2 separate regions of the Mus musculus genome follow, and region 2 is linked to region 1. A link is a contact called in public HiChIP or PLAC-seq data. All regions are on one chromosome and are shown on one strand. The core of a region is the stretch at or near the end of the contact, and the rest is flanking DNA. Distances in the headings are between cores, read along the strand shown. Region 1 has its middle 9.5 kb from the start of Gm39767. Region 2 has its middle 53 kb from the start of Apbb1ip.

What was found. HiChIP or PLAC-seq counts read pairs in DNA pulled down with a chosen protein or histone mark.
Region 2: an H3K27ac HiChIP or PLAC-seq map of SST interneurons shows a contact between it and region 1, with 17 times the contacts expected there. The contact joins two enhancer-like sites. A contact is called at or near these places in 2 of 39 promoter capture datasets (embryonic stem cells and hippocampal neurons), 1 of 15 datasets of contacts at CTCF or cohesin (the NIH/3T3 cell line), 31 of 484 Hi-C or Micro-C datasets (the C2C12 cell line, the C3H10T1/2 cell line, CD4 T cells and 19 more) and 12 of 115 datasets of contacts at active chromatin or transcription factors (SST interneurons, differentiating embryonic stem cells, embryonic basal ganglia and 8 more).

The regions. Positions count from the first base shown.
Region 1 is chr2:21,972,084-21,975,326 of GRCm38.p6, forward strand. No RefSeq gene overlaps it. Among named protein-coding and RNA genes, the nearest start is that of Gm39767, 9.5 kb to the left of the region's middle. Within about 2 kb of position 1,453, at least 6 of the 459 cell types and tissues checked have an H3K27ac peak or open chromatin away from gene starts, as enhancers often do. A contact at or near this core is called in SST interneurons, where this site is marked.
Region 2 is chr2:22,719,684-22,723,287 of GRCm38.p6, forward strand. No RefSeq gene overlaps it. Among named protein-coding and RNA genes, the nearest start is that of Apbb1ip, 53 kb to the right of the region's middle. Within about 2 kb of position 2,033, at least 80 of the 459 cell types and tissues checked have an H3K27ac peak or open chromatin away from gene starts, as enhancers often do. A contact at or near this core is called in SST interneurons, where this site is marked.

The DNA of each region.
Region 1 (3,243 bases), core at 203-2,702:
GTACATTGAACGGTGAGCTAAATAAATTTTCTCCCTAAAGTTTTTGTCAAAGGATTTTACCACAACAATGGGGAAAGAAACCAAGGCACTAAGGAATATATGCATTTGTATCACTTCAAAAGTACTTCAATAGGGCCAATGTGTATATGTGTGTGCATGCACTACAGAAAAAGACAAATAAATGTAAACAAAAATAAAAATGTTCAAGTCCTTCAAGATACCTGTTCTCTACACTTGATTGCCATTGTTACCCTGGCTTATTTAAGTTCTTTTTATGACTAGATTCCACATTCCATGACTGAAACAGATATGATTTTTGTTTTGATTATTAGAGAGACAGAGAGAGAGAGAGACAGAGAGAAAGACAGAGAGAGAGAGAGACAGAGAGAGACAGAGACAGAGGGAGACAGACAGAGAGAGACAGAGAGAGAGAGAGAGAGAGAGAGAGAGAGAGAGAGAGAGAGAGAGAGAGAGAAGATCAACTCAAGACTCAGGCCATAATGGTTCCCTGGATTTTATTTACTGTTGTCAAGCCATAGCCAATATAATTATTCTCTTTGTTTGTGTGTTTTGCTTAAACCAGTGACAAACATTTTCATTCACTCTAACTCTGGCTTTCACATCCATATTGCCTTTGGTATGCTATCATTTGTTTGATATCAGCTCCTATAATTCAACCTCCTGAACATAGTCTTCTGTTAGGTGGAGTAAGAGCTGTCACCTATCACAAGTCACCTTTTGTTTTCATTCTTTTTCATTTTAAAAATTCTGCTTACCAAGGTATTTTGTTTCTTTGAACTTAATTACCTGTTTTTGACTGTTTGTTTTTGTGTTCTCATGTGTGTGGGTGCATGTGTGTGTGTGTGTATGTGTGTGCGTGTGTGTGTGTGTGATTGTACATGTCTGTATTGTGAATAGAGGCCTGACCTCGATGTCAAGTGTTGTCATTGATCACTCTCTGCATAATATTTCTGAGGGAGAGTCTCTTTCTTCAGCTTACCTATTCACTGTCTCCTATTTGCTGTGATTATAAGCAGGCTACCATGCTCACCTGACATTTTTGTGGGCACTGGGGATCTAAATACCCCTAGTCTTTGGCGATCTCTGTAGCACCTGAGCCAGCTGCCTCAACTCACCTTATTTTAGTCCATATTTTGGTGATGCTATTGCCAAAAACTCCTGTAGCTTAAAGACAACATAATTTACTAGTATATTCCCTTAAAGTAGGGTAATGACCACTCTGGGTCTTATTGCATCTTCATTAACTTTCCTGCAAAGATGAATACATAGACTGCATGTTTAGAAGCTTAGCTTTGGAAGAAAATATCTTTGTACTCTGTCATCTGCATTTTTTTCGAGCTATGTGTCATCATTTTCAATGGCTGTGATTCATCCTGATGATTGCTATGATTAGAAGTCTCTGGCTTTCTTATTTTGGGCACACATGATCTCTATTTAGGTCATATATGAACAATACTTGTTTTTATACCAGTGTACTTGTTTTTCCTCATGTACAGCTCTCTACTGCATCATTCAAAGCCTGGAGATTGCAACAGAACAAAAAGTAAACTAGAGAGCCAGTGACTAGCATAATGGATGAGTAAACTTCAAGAGCCCAGGCTTGTTTTATTCTGGCAATTCGATTTTAGTTAACTGTTAATGCAAATGCTTTGATTCATGATAAAATTGTTATTAAAATTTCCATTTGAGCTGAGGCAGATACATAAATATTGTGTCTGAATTAACCCAGTGCTAAAAGATGGCTCTGGCCTCCTAGTTATGCCTAAGGATGGTTCCACAGCCCTGCAAGTGAGCACAGATAATAATGATTATCCGTGCCAGGAGAGGCTAGCCTATCTCATTCACAGGAGATGTTCTCAGAGTCATCTCAGTTCTTCATCAGTGCCACTAGTTATGTAAGGACAAAAATAATTATATTAATTAAACAGGTGGCATTCTGCATGTGTGCCTTATTTTGAAGACTAGTAAGCCAATTTACTGAGTGTACATTTCCTCTTAAGGGAAGATTTTTTTTATTATTAAATTAAACAGTAAAAATTGCCAATAAAAGTTACAATAGCAGGCCAGTGTGATGTTTTAGCACGTAAAGGTGTTTGCTACCAAGCCGGATGACCTGAGTTCAATCCCCAGAATGCATACAAGGAAAGGAGAGAATGAACAAAGTATTGTCTGGCCTCCACATGTACACATATGTTTTATCAATAAGATATATTTAAAAGTTACAATAACCTCTCCCCACATACTCTAGTGGTGCAGTTCTGCAATCCTAACTACTAGAGACACTGCCATAGGAGGGTCAGGGATCAAAAGTTTGGAATTTCAAGGCTATCTCAAAACTTAACAAAAAATAAGAAGGGCTAGAGATATGGTTAGTTGGTAGAGCAGTTGCCTAGCATTTACAATTTCTAGGTTCAATCCCCATCACTGCCATAAGAAAATTAAGTGGATTTAAATTACTTCTATTGCATCAATTTATATGGCCCCTTCTTCCTTTCTGTTCCAGCATCTGACCTCTTTAAGAAGAACTGTACCAGCTCATATTTCCTTGCCTCAGATGATAATGAAGGTGATAGCAACGTAACTCAGAAACACCTAGATATTCACCAACTGTTTGGGTCTTTTCCATTTGGTTTCAAATCAAATCTTGGCACCAGATATTGTAGGACTATGTCTATCACAGGACAGATCCTGATAAGCAGTCCGTGAAAGACAGACAGCAGCTGGCTGGCAGAGATGAGAGCTCTGTCTCACTGCCAGTTGCTACTTTCATCGGATCACCAAGCATGCAGTAAGTACCTACTCAAGGCATAGAATTCACAACACAATGCTTGCATCTACCACTTGTTCATGACTGTCCTTCCTTTTCATGCCTGTTATTCTAGACTCAGGTGACCAACTAGCAGTGCCCCAGATGGTTTACTGTCTCCCAGTTTAAAAAGCAAGCCAGTGTTTACCCCAGTCAGTCCAACATGCCAGCCCTTCTGTGGATTAAATTCTGGATTTTAAAAGCCTCAGTCATATGAATTCCCCTATGATCTATAAAGAATTCTTGTTTATCTCCTTGAAAACAAGTATGCTTCTTTCCTCCTTAAATTTAGGTAGGGACTGAATGCCAGTGGCTTTGTGGAGGTTTGATTAAGAAATATCTCCCATAGGCTACTGTATTTGAATATTTGGTCCCATCACTACTCGTGGTGTTAGGTGGGGACATTATATAATACA
Region 2 (3,604 bases), core at 783-3,282, 750 kb after region 1:
GAACAACATCTTTTCAAACTCCTGTAAGAAAATCTCAAGTCACTTCACTAGCTTTTTCTAAAATATGATTTTTTATTAGATATTTTCTTAATTTACATTATAAATACTATCCCCTTTCCTAGTTTCCTCTCTGAAAGTCCCCTCCCCTATACCCTCCCCCTGCCCTGCTCCCCAACCCACCCACTTCTACTTCCTGGCCCTGGCATTCCCCTGTACTGGGGCATATAATCTTCACAAGACCAAGGGCCTCTCCTCCCATTGATGGCTGACTAGGCCATCCTCTACTACATATGCAGCTACAGACATGAGCTCTGGGGGTGCTGGTTAGTTCTTATTTTTGTTCCTTCTATAGGTTGCAGACACATTCAGTTCCTTGGGTACTTTCTCTAGCTCCTACATTGGAATAGATGACTGTGAACATCCACTTCTGTGTTTGCCAGGCACTGGCATAGACTTACAAGGGTCCTGTCAGCAAAATCTTACTGGCATATGCAATAGTGTCTCGGTTTGGTGGTTGTTTATGGGATGGATCCCCAAGTGGGGCTGTCTCTGGTTGGTCCTTCCTCCCATCTCAGCTCCAAACTTTGTCTCTGTAACACCTTCCATGAGTATTTTGCTCCCCATTCTAAGAAGGAACAAAGTATCCACACTTTGGCCTTCTTTCTTCTTGAGTTTTATGTGTTTTGCAAATTGTATCTTGGGTATTCTAAGTTTCTGGGCTAATATCTGCTTATCACTGAGTGCATGTCATGTGTGTTCTTTTGTGATTGGGTTACCTCACTCAGGATGATATCCTCCAGATCCATCCATTTGCCTAAGAATTTCATAAATTCATTATTTTTAATAGCTGAGCAGTACTCCATTGTGTAAATGTACCACATTTTCTGTATCCATTCCTCTGTTGAGGGACATCTAGGTTTTTTTCAGCTTCTGGCTATTATAAATAAGGCTGCTATGAACATAGTGGAACATGTGTCCTTTTTACAAGTTGGAACATTTTCTGGGTATATGCCCAGGAGTGGTATTGCTGGATCTTCTGGTAGTACTTTGTCCAGTTTTCTGAGGAACCGCCAAAGTGATTTCCAGAGTGGTTGTACCAGCTTGCAATCCCACCAGCAATGGCAGAGTGTTCCTCTTTCTCCACATCCTCCCCATCGTCTGCTATCACCTGGATTTTTTATCTTAGCCATTCTGACTGGTGTGAGGTAGAATCTCAGGGTTGTTTTGACTTGCATTTCCCCGATGATTAAGGATGTTGAACATCTAAAATATGAATTTTAAGGAAATGTTTCTACCTAGAGTTTCAAGCATTTTAAGTACAATTTAATTATGCCCTCATGACAGCAATATGTTTTGCATTGAGGCTTCATTTGGAATACATTTCCTCAGAACTGAAAGAAAAGGGATGAGCTGCATTTGGCCAGGCAGCTCTTCCCTGTGAGGTCCCTTCCCTTAGTGTACAATGTAACTGTGGGTGGAAAGCTCATGAAGTATTTAGTCTATAACCAATAGATATTTGACAGAAACATAGCAAACCAACATTGAGTTGAATGCTTAAAGATGTATGTTTCTTTCTCAATCCTTTCTACCTTATAATCATATCACAAAACTATAGTTCTCTAAACACTGACTCCTTGAGATGAAACCACCTGATGCCCTTTTATATTGCCACTGTTGTAGCTCATTTTAGCATTTAGTCAATATTTGGAAACTGTTACCAATGCTACTACGCTCTGGTAACTGGTGTTCACTGACACCCCTATAGTTTCAGCTCATTACCCCTGCAGGGTCTGACCATTCCAGTGTCTTCCTAGAGCAGTTTATCTCCTCAGCCACCATTTATTTCAGGCAGTGTTTATACTCAAATTCTTTCTCTCTAGTGTTCACTTCTCTGTCTTGGGGATCATCCTACCTGAGGAAAATTATATTCTGTCAGTCTTTTTCTTATCTTCTGGTCCTCCCATGTGGAAGGAAATATGGAGAGCAGCCCCACCACGTTTGTGTGAGGCTCTGAGGCTCTAACCCACACTTCCTGTGAGCTCTCCTCGGCATTAGCAAAGTTCTAGCTTGTGCACATCTTTCACCTCTATTACTAAGGACACACAGAAAAACATTTGGTATTCGTGCCATTTTTCTTACTTTTCGTCTTTAATTCTCTATCGTGATTCTTAGAAATGGAAGTGCTTTTCTTTTTCCGTTTTATCTATTCTTCTTACGTAATTATAGTCCTCCATTTCCTTTCACAAACACAGGGTGGATCTGAGCACATTTAAATCAAAAGAAAGTGTGTCTGAGTCACAGGCATACTGAAATGGCCTGACTGCTTGCTCTGTGCGCTATGTTTGAAATGCCATACTTCCCCCCAGTGGTCAAGTGTGAAATAACAACCTTTGCTGTATAATGCATTGGAAGTCTCTAAAGAGAGACCATTGTTGGAGATGTAGTCTCAGCTGCAATAGAAACCCAAGACTGGAGGATCATTGAGAGAAGCTGAGGCTTGGCACCATGTGACAATGTCAAAGTCCCTGAAGAGGCCAGACCAGTCCATTTTTGAAGATGCTGGCTCATCATTGTAGATGTCTGAACCAACTTGAGACAACCTCTGTGCACAGCAGCAGGTGTGGAGTGAAACCAAGCCCACCAAACAAGCTGTTTGTACTTCATATGCCAGAGCCAAAGAAGTGGAATTGCCAAAGCTCTTCAGAACATAGAAGTTCATGAGTGTCCCAGATGCTGGAAATGGAGCTCCAGGCTTGACTGGTAGGATAGATAATGTTGGTTGTATGTTGATTTGATTGGAACTGTGCTCTAACACTTCACTCCGGAAATCATGTGACATATCTTGGAATTTACAGGAGCCCATCGTTAAGAGACTGTATTTTTAAAGAGAATTTGAACTTCTAAAATGTTGTAAATTTTCAAACAATGGGGGGGGGTAAAGTTATTGTATGTTTTACTTGTGATACTAACATGAGATCTTGGAGATAGACAAGAAAGAAAAGATTATGGTTTAATAGTGATGTATTTGTGTGTCAAGTTGACAATGGTCAATTTGTGTTGGTTAATTTTTTTTCAGTTTGACAGAAACCTAACATACCTGGAAAGAAATTTCAATTAAAGAATTTATGTTGGGCATATCTGTGGATCATTTTCTTGATTATTTATTATAATGGGATGGCCCAGCCCACCCATCCCTGGACAAGTGGCTGTGTATAAAAGCAGCTGAACACACCAGTAAGCAGCATCCCTTCACAGTCCCTACCTCAGGTCCTGCCTCCTGGTAGCTGCCTGAGTTCCTGCCCTGACTTGCCTGTGATGCATCCTGATACAGGAGTTAGACAATGACACAGACTCTATCTTCCCCAGTTGTTTTTAGTCATGGTGTTTTAGCACAGAAGCATACTGCAAACTTGATCAAGTAGAATTCTACTACCATACAGCAAACAGTACAAATTAGGAAATGTGCATACATGCTATAGGAGACAGGAAGTAAAGAGATACAGTAAGAAACCACAGACCAAACAGACGGTGCAAATGCACACCTTCAGACCATCTTCTAAGAGCTGATTCGGTATAGACTCAACAATGGATTAACCCATAATGA